2 separate regions of the Mus musculus genome follow, and region 2 is linked to region 1. Evidence: chromatin contacts called from public HiChIP or PLAC-seq data. All regions are on one chromosome and are shown on one strand. The core of a region is the stretch at or near the end of the contact, and the rest is flanking DNA. Distances in the headings are between cores, read along the strand shown.

What was found. HiChIP or PLAC-seq counts read pairs in DNA pulled down with a chosen protein or histone mark.
Region 2: a contact with region 1 is called in a FOXA1 HiChIP or PLAC-seq map of pancreatic cancer cells. The contact joins the promoter of Slc50a1 here to the promoter of Gpatch4 in region 1. A contact is called at or near these places in 3 of 39 promoter capture datasets (cranial neural crest, erythroid cells and liver) and 1 of 115 datasets of contacts at active chromatin or transcription factors (pancreatic cancer cells).

What each region holds. Positions count from the first base shown.
Region 1 is chr3:88,041,304-88,045,699 of GRCm38.p6, forward strand. Gpatch4 (G patch domain containing 4) reads left to right here and starts at 1,803. Exons shown (of 8, transcript NM_001110809.2): 1 at 1,803-1,876.
Region 2 is chr3:89,268,965-89,273,320 of GRCm38.p6, forward strand. Slc50a1 (solute carrier family 50 (sugar transporter), member 1) reads right to left here and starts at 1,606. Exons shown (of 6, transcript NM_009057.3): 1 at 1,422-1,606; 2 at 1,098-1,175; 3 at 863-986; 4 at 86-247. The coding sequence starts at 1,501. Efna1 (ephrin A1) reads right to left here. Exons shown (of 5, transcript NM_010107.4): 3 at 3,993-4,058; 4 at 3,808-3,858; 5 at 2,766-3,640. The coding sequence ends at 3,528.

The sequences.
Region 1 (4,396 bases), core at 553-3,052:
AAGGCCATGCCTCCTAATCTTTCCCAACAGTTCCACCACCTGGGGACCAAGAATTTAAACATAAGAGCCTAGCGACATTTGTACTCAAACTACTATAGGAGGTGCTATAAAAATGTATTGGTTAGCAGGATAGTGAGATGCTCCTATTTGCCTGTGGTGATTTGAATTTGAATAGGTTTGGCCCCCATAGAATCATGTGTTTGAATGTTTGGCCCAAAATGAATGGCAATATTAGGAGGTGTGGCCTTGTTAGAATTGATGTGGCCTTGGCAGAGGATGTGTGTGTCTCCCATGATTAAGCTCTGCTCAATGTGGAATTCCAGTCTCCTCCTGGCTGCCTGCAGAAGGCAGTCCCTGTCTCCTGCCTTTGGATTAAGATGTAGAACTCTCAGCTCCTCCAGCACCATGTCTGCCTGCAGGCTGCCATGCCTCCCACCACGATGATAATGAACTGAACCTCTGAAATTGTAATCCAGCCCCAATTAAATTTTTTTTCCTTAGAAGAGTTGCCTTGGTCATGTTGTTCCTTCACAACAATTAAGACACTATCCTAATATGGGCCTCACACAAATGATACACAGATGTGACCAGATAACTCTTTTGTTACAAAAGACTCCCGTTCTCTTGACATGGTCAGGGTAGTAGGATGATTTTCAGAATTCACCCATTGCATCTCTGTTTCTGCTATCATGGGTTTTGTTTTGTTTTGTTCTGTTTTGCTTTTTTAAAGATTCATTTTTAATTATGTGTTTCTGTGAGTGGGCCTGTGTATATGTTTATAGATACCAGCAGAGGCCATGGGTCCCCAGGAGTTGGAGTTTACAGGTACCTGTGAATACCCAACATGGATACTGTGCATCTTTTTTTGTTGTTGTTTTTGTTTTGTTTTGTTTTTCGAGACAGGGTTTCTCTGTATAGCCGTGGCTGTCCTGGAACTCACTTTGTAGACCAGGCTGGCCTCGAACTCAGAAATCCGTCTGCCTCTGCCTCCCGAGTGCTGGGATTAAAGGCATGTGTCACCACCCAACATGGATACTGGTAACTAGACTTGGATGCTCTTGAAGATCCCCCACTGTAATTTCTTTTCTTTTTAATTAATTGTTAAGGATGTAATTTTATATGTGTGTGTGCGTTGCCTGCATGTATGCATCTGCAGTTCAGAAGTTAGAAGGTGTTGGATCCTCTGGAATCCATATGGGTGCTGGGAACTCAATCTGAAACACTCTTAATGGGTTAGCTATCTCTTCTGCCCTCAGTGTATTTTCTTTATTATATCCTTTGCCGTAATTGCGTTCTAGATAACAAGCAAATGGCTATTCCCATATGGGGAGGCAATATGAAACGCTCTTTTCCCTTGTTTTTGGGCGGCCGGCCGGCCGCAGAAGCCTACAACTGCTGGTGGGAATGGTGTACTTGCAGCTCCGGTGCCCTGGACCCCTTTTCGTCTCCTCTTCTTGGAGCAAGTCTACATGCTCCTCCAAGTTAAGGGTCGAGTCTTAAGTGTTCTTGTGTTCCCAGTACGAAAGGGACAAGGTAGTGTGCAACCAGTGCTGATCCCGCTACGCAGAGCCTGAGTGTCCTTGCCTCAAGGGAGGCACTAACTCCGGAAAGCTCAGGATAGGGTCGGGGGTGGGGGTGGGGGTGGGGGACCCGAAACAGAGGTTAGGGCGGCGCATTGGCTTCCAACAACTGCAGGAAGGAAACTAGCACCCAGCCTGGAACTCAGTTTCCGTGGCAAACATCCAGGGGAGTGGCTACTGTCAGGACGTCTCTATGGTTTCTGCATCCTAGAAGGGCCAAAGTTCACTTCCGGGAAGATGGCTGCACCCAAGTCGGGTGTCACACGTGCTTCCACGGAGAGGACTGTACACTGACGGTAAGGAGCTTGCTTTCCCCAGGGGCGGGAGCAAGGGCGAAGATCGGAGAGTAGTTCCACCCTGCTGACTCTGTGGCTGCGGGGCTTGGATTTATAACCGGAGGAAAAGGCGGCGGCTGGTCCTCTAGGCTGCTGCAAACGGGTGGCTCTGGACATCCCTGGAAACTGGCTGGAAAGGAGACCGCGTCTCAGTGTACTTGCAGCCTTCGCAGATCAGGCTGCGTCTGCCCACGCCGGCCCATTGCAAGTGCGTTAAAAAACGATTCCTACTGTGTCACTCATTTCAGTCCAGAAACGCTGAACGATTCTCAAGGGCTGGGAAATAAAGCTTGCCTCCGCCTTCCGGGAAGTGTGGTTTTGAATTACTGTGATGAGAAATAGAATGTGGGGAAGGCTTACAGCAGAAGAAAGAAGCTGTAAAGGTACAAAGCAGTGAGTTGCTCATGAAATGCTTCACTACCAATCCTGGATCCACTACTTGCCAGTTGTTTGGTGTTCGAATTAGCAGTGTTCGATTTCTTCTTTGTAAATTAAGGCTAAGTAATACCTTCTTATAAGATGTTGGCAGGCATCAATGAGACAATCCATGTGAAGCAGTTAATAGCAGGTTCGTGGTGAGTCAATGCACTACAAGTGTGGGGTATGATTATTCTTACTGTTAAAATAGTCAGAAATAATTTGGTATTTATAATAAGTGGTATTTGCATGGTGACCTCAGCATCTAAATTTTACTTCTGTTTCCATTTCAAGAAGCAAGGTAGCACCTGGGAGAGAGGCAGGCCAGTGTAACCCAGGCTAGCCAGGCTAATTAGTAAGCCCTCAAAAACAAAAAAAATCCAAGAAGACCACTTCTTTTTTTTTTTTAATTTTTTTTTAATTAGGTATTTTCCTCGTTTACATTTTCAATGCTATCCCAAAGGTCCCCCATATCCACCCCCCCCAATTCCCTACCCACCCACTCCCCCTTTTTGGCCCTGGCGTTCCCCTGTACTGGGACATCTAAAGTTGGCAAGTCCAATGGGCCTCTCTTTCCAGTGATGGCCGACTAGGCCATCTTTTGATGCATATGCAGCTAGAGACAAGAGCTCCGGAGTACTGCTTAGTTCATATTGTTGTTCCACCTATAGGGTTGCAGATCCCTTTAGCTCCTTGGGTAATATCTCTAGCTCCTGCATTGGGGGCCGTGTGATCCATCCAATAGCTGACTGTGAGCATCCACTTCTGTGTTTGCTAGGCCCCGGCATAGTCTCACAAGAGAGAGCTATATCTGGGTCCTTTCAGCAAAATTTTGCTAGTGTGTGCAATGGTGTCAGCGTTTGGAAGCTGATTATGGGATGGATCCCTGCATATGGCAATCACTAGATGGTTCATCTTTTTGTCACAGCTCCAAATTTTGTCTCTGTAGCTCCTTCCATGGGTGTTTTGTTCCCATTTCTAGGAAGGGGTTAAGTGTCCACACTTTGGTCAAGAAGACCACTTCTTTACCCCGTTTTTGTGTTGCTGTATTCACAGTTCCGTTTCATTTGGGCTTCATGCAATCATCCTTCCTAATGGAAAGGTGGATAGACATGTGATTCTTCCTAAACTCGACTGTCACGATTGCTAACACCCTGCCTCCATTTTATAAGGTTTTGTGAGCTTTGGGGCATTTAGCTATGCAGAATTGAAGAGTATTCCTAGACACCAGAGTACACAAGAGCATAGTCCCTTAACAAAGCATCGTTATCACTGGTGTGGTACCTGGGAAACTACACAGTCTATGCAGTCATGAGAAATAGAGGGAGCCAGGCATTTGTGGTGCATGCCTTTGAGGTCAGCCTTGTATACAGAGCTAGTTCCAGGACAGCCAAGGCTACACAAAGAAACCTGTCTCAAAAAATAAAAAAAGGGGGGGAGGAATAATGTGGGAGGATTTCTGAGAAAAGACGTTGACATCATAGGCCTCTGGAAAAGTCCCAGCCCAAAGGGGGCCCTGGATCACATTTTGAAACTGATAGAACTGATTATCTATCTATCTATCTATCTATCTATCTATCTATCTATCTATCTATCTATCTATATTTGAGACAGGCTTTTACAAAGCCCCCTTTACTGACCTGGGACATATGTAAAAGTGGCTGGCCTCCAGCTCACTGAGATCTTAGTCTGTTTCCTAAGTATTGAGATTAAAGATGTGCACTACTATACAGGGCTGGCAGAACTGTTTTATTATTTTATTTTGATTATTTTTTTTTTTTTGAGTCAGGGTTTCTCTGTTTAACAGCTCTGGCTGTCTTGGAACTCACTTTGTAGACCAGGTTGGTCTTAAACTCACCGAAATTCACCTGCCTTTGCCTCCCTGGTGCTGGGATTAAAGGTGTGCTATAACTGGCTATTTAATTTTTTAAAATTCATTTATTATTTAATGTATACAAGTGTTTTTGTCTACTTGTATTATGTACATCCAATGCATGCTGGATGCTAAGAGGTGTGGGGAGATGTAAACTGCCTTGTTCTTGCTGAAAACCAAACCCGTGTTCT
Region 2 (4,356 bases), core at 356-2,855, 1.2 Mb after region 1:
CCCCGCCCCAGTATTAGCCAGTCCCTGGCTCAGGGAGCCTAGCCCTTCTCCGCATCTCCCCTACCTCTTGGCCACCCCTACTCACCAAATCAGCCAGTGGGGAGAGGTACATGCTGATGGTAAAGACGCTACAGAAGAGGCCTAGCTGCTGAAGCCGGGCCTCAAGGTCCGGCACCAGAAGCCAAAAGTAGCCATAACCCAGGAGAAGGACAGCCAGCAGGGTTGCCGTCTGCAGGAGCACACCATGCTGCAGGGGAGAGGCGTCTTACATGCATCTGTACCCAGAACACTCATCTCTCTGCTGGAATTGCCTCCTCCTGTCTTCTGCCATGCTCTAATGGGGAAATCAACTTTTATCCCGGCCTTCACGTCAGCCTCTCACCACTCAGTTATTTGAGAGAAATCTCAGCCACACAACACTGGAGATCCCCAGGGAAGGGGAGAGCCATTTTTAGATCCCTCCCCTTTTCATGTGAGCTTCACATACATGTACAATAAGAGACCAATAAATGTTAGTGTGACTGAGTGGGGAAGCAGAGCGAATGGCCATTCTTAGCCATTGGCCCTGGTCCTAACCCTAAAGGAACTATCAGACAGTATAGCCCTCTTCCCCCAGCCTGTTGGGGGAGCACAGGATATCTTGACACCACGGGGTTGGGTAAGCCACCAGCATTTCGAACAAGGGGAGGGTGGGTGGCTCTGTGTGCATTTTAAAGGGTTGACTTCATGGGCAGGAGAACCAGAAGGGCCTTCTAGGAAAGGGAATTAATGCCATCCCACTAATCTTCCAGGAAATAGAACTATATGCTCTGCCAACATGGCCAGGTGTGGGGTGGAGGTGAGTGCAAGGGAGGGCCTCTACCTTCTGAGGACTGTAGTGCAGATATGCCAGGATATAAAGAGTCTGAAGCACGGCCCCCACGCTATTGACGATGATAAGGGTCCCATCTCCCTTCAAGACTCCGTAACTCAGCCAGCTCAGGTTGCTGTGAGGGAAGGAGGATTAAGGTCCAAGGGGCTGCTGGGGTTGCAGCAGGTCTCCAGGGATCTCTTGCACCTCCCTCAGCCTTTCCCATCACAGCCAACAACACTCTCACTTGACATCCGTGGTGAGAAAAGGCAGGAACTGGATGTTGTCCACGCTCCGTGTCCTCTGCATATGCCTGAGGTCCGAGCTGGAAGGGATCCAAAGGAAATTGTTAGGAGTGGGTAAAAGATTTCTCGGTGTTTACCAATCATCCTGAACGACAAGCAGATCTCCCCCCTCAGGCCAAGAGGCAGCCTCGCCTTGGACCTCAAATCATCCAATCCTATTCCACTATTATTCTGGGTTCCAAAAGCAGCAAGATATTGCAGCCACGTCTCTTGCCCGCTTTCATTTCTTGACTTCCTGCCCCAGCCCAGTCCATCCACACTCTCACAGGCCAGTGGAGAACATGCCCAGGGTGAAGAGCACGCAGGCACTAGAAAGGAAAGAGTCTGCCACGCCGCCCGCCTCCATCCCACCGGAGCCGGTTCCCTAGCCCAGCGCGGAGTTCCAGTAGCTCAGACCCGGAGCTGCGGAAGGCGAAGCTCCGCCCTTCCCCGTGGAACCGCGCCGGAACCCGCCCTCGCCCGAACTTCACCGGAACTGGGGACCCAGCCAAACCAGCGCCGCGTGCTGGCCGGGTGGTTTGCTGTAATGTGCGGGCCTGGGTCCTGATCGTGCTGTTCAGATTGCGTTTAGTGGTTTTAGTAGTGCCCCTGCATTTGTCCCCGATCCGACCCCTCCTCACACTGCGCACCCCTTGCATCATCGAGACCACTAGCCTCAACTTCTGGGTTCTTGTATGCTTTTGTGTGCTGGACCACAAACCTCAAATTTAGTCTCACAGGTCTTCAACGCGCCCCCAATTCATATCAGAACCTTGGTTACCCAGCTTTGGGAGGGTTTTCCTGGAGGTTATTGAAACCTCTTTCCAGTCTGTCCCCCAAAAGCAGGAATTGCCATCCTCTTTCAGATGTCCTCTCTTACACGACCTGCCCTATCCAAGGACAAGCCTACCCCTGGCCCCCTGTTCCAACATACTTGCTGCTGGGAACTTTCCCTCCCAGCCTCCCAGGCGGCTCTGCTGGTGGGGCAGCGCACATGCTTCAGCTGGCATCCAGCTCCCTGACTCACCCAGACAGCATGAGTACCTGCATGGTGTGCCAAAGCCCAGCGCTCGAGGCTGGTGAAGTTGGACAGGAAGAACAAAGAGTGGGTGCGGAGAGGAATCTATAGCCCACTCTTGCAGGGAGTTGTGCAGAACCCTCAGGAGTAAACTCCTTTAGCCTGGTAAGACTGATCCTAGCCATTTATTTATTTTGTCTTTTATTTACTTTTTTTGTTTTGTTTTGGTGAGACAAAGTCTCACACTGTAGCCCAGGCTGGCATTGGAATTTTGGCAACATTGCTTCAACCTTCTGAGTGCTGGGGTCACAGGCAGGAGCCACCATGCCTGGCTACTTATGTTTTGTGCTCCTGAGGACTGAACTCAGGGCTGACACACGTTAGGTAACCCTCTACTTCTTGGGGTACATTTCCAGCCTTTTATTTTTGAGTTTGAGGCAAGGTCTGAGTTACTCATGCAGTCTCAAGTTTTTAACCTTCCCACCTCAGCCGCAAAAGGAGCTCTGCATTATACCTGCCCCCCCCCACACCCCCCCCCCATTGCTTCTGTTTAGCACAGAGCCTAACACACAATGGGGACACTGGTCACAAATCAACATGGTGGGGCAGAAAAGCATGTCCATAAAAAACCATCAATTTATTATGAATCCAAAAACACTGTATAAAAAAACCCTGCAGTCATAGAAATGAACAGATACAGCACATTTATATACAGACACTGTACATGTGGGCCCTGCCCGTTAAGCTAAACTCCACAGACTGTACACACGGGCACTGCCCTTACAGCTACACTCTAAAACCAGGCTGCTTCAGTCCTCCTGTTGGCACAGCTCCAGGGAATGTTGCCCCAGGGATGGGGAGGATGCAGTCAGGGCCGGGCTACAAACCTCTCTGGCAGCCCAGCAGGTGGAAATCTTGCAGAGATGCTGGGTCAGCCCAAGCTGCCTCTTCTGTACCTGGCTCCCCCGCAGGAAGCTGTCTCAAGCTTTTCCTTCGGTCAGTTCATCTGCACATTATGGCTTCCTTGGGGAAGGACGTCTTTACCAAGTTCAGTGTCCAACCGCATGACCTCAGGCTCTTTTTAGCCCTTCTCCCACTGAGGCCTCTTAATGGGCCAGGTCCGCACAGCTTGTTTCTTTGGCTTAAAGGCAGAAACTGCAGGTTAAGGACCTTCTCCACTTCTTTCTCCATCCCTCTGAAGTGGAGGCAGGGATGGCACAGTTGGGCTGGTTAAACTCTTTTCGGTTAAAACCCTTAATACTGAACCTTTTGAGGCTTCATGGTGGCGTCTTGTGGGTGTAGTGGGAGAGGTTCCCAGGGCTGGGGCTGCCCCTTAGTCCCATTCCAATCCATAAGCCAGGGCAAGCGTACACCCTCACTGAGATTGCAGCAGCAGCAGTGGTAGGAGCAATACTGCCCAGACCAGTGGGAAGAGGCGGGGGGCGGCACTGTAACCAATGCTGTGCAAAACCTGTACTTCCGGGTCATCTGCAAGGTGAGAAGGCAAAGACAGACATGGTAAGTGTTTGCATCGGCTTCCAGCCACACAGGATTTAGCCAGCCCGTATGTGGCTAGGGAGCCACCTTACTCCTCAGTCTCTTTAAGCAAACCCCTTCCTGTGACCCAGACCAAACTGTCTCAGGCTACTACCTACCTGCTTGGAGTCTCTTCTCCTGTGGGTTGACATGGGCCTGGGGATTATGAGCTGAAAAATAAGAATGGAAGTAGATCAGGCTTTTTGCACCAGGAGACAGAGAGGCAACTTCCATCCCCATCCCAGACCACTAGACCACGCCCAGCACAGATGGAAGGAAGTGGTCCACAGGGCCTGACACTCACTGATTTTGCCATTGACAGTCACCTTCAGCTTCAAGCACTGGGATTCCTGATGGTAGATAGGTTTGGCTGTAAAATAAATCCATAGGATGGTAAGGAAAGAGCCTTTGCTAAGATAGGAGCTCAAAATTGTCTGACTCGATGCCCTGTTTTTTGGGTTTTTGTTGTTGTTGTTGTTGTGTTTTGTTTGTTTGTTTTTCTGAGACAGGGTTTCTCTGTGTAGCCCTGGCTGTCCTGGAACTCACTCTGTAGACCAGGCTGGCCTCAGACTCAGAAATCTGCCTGCCTTTGCCTCCCAAGTGCTGGGATTAAAGGCGTGTGCCGCCACCACCACCCGGCTGCCCTGCTTAATTTTTATTTATTTATT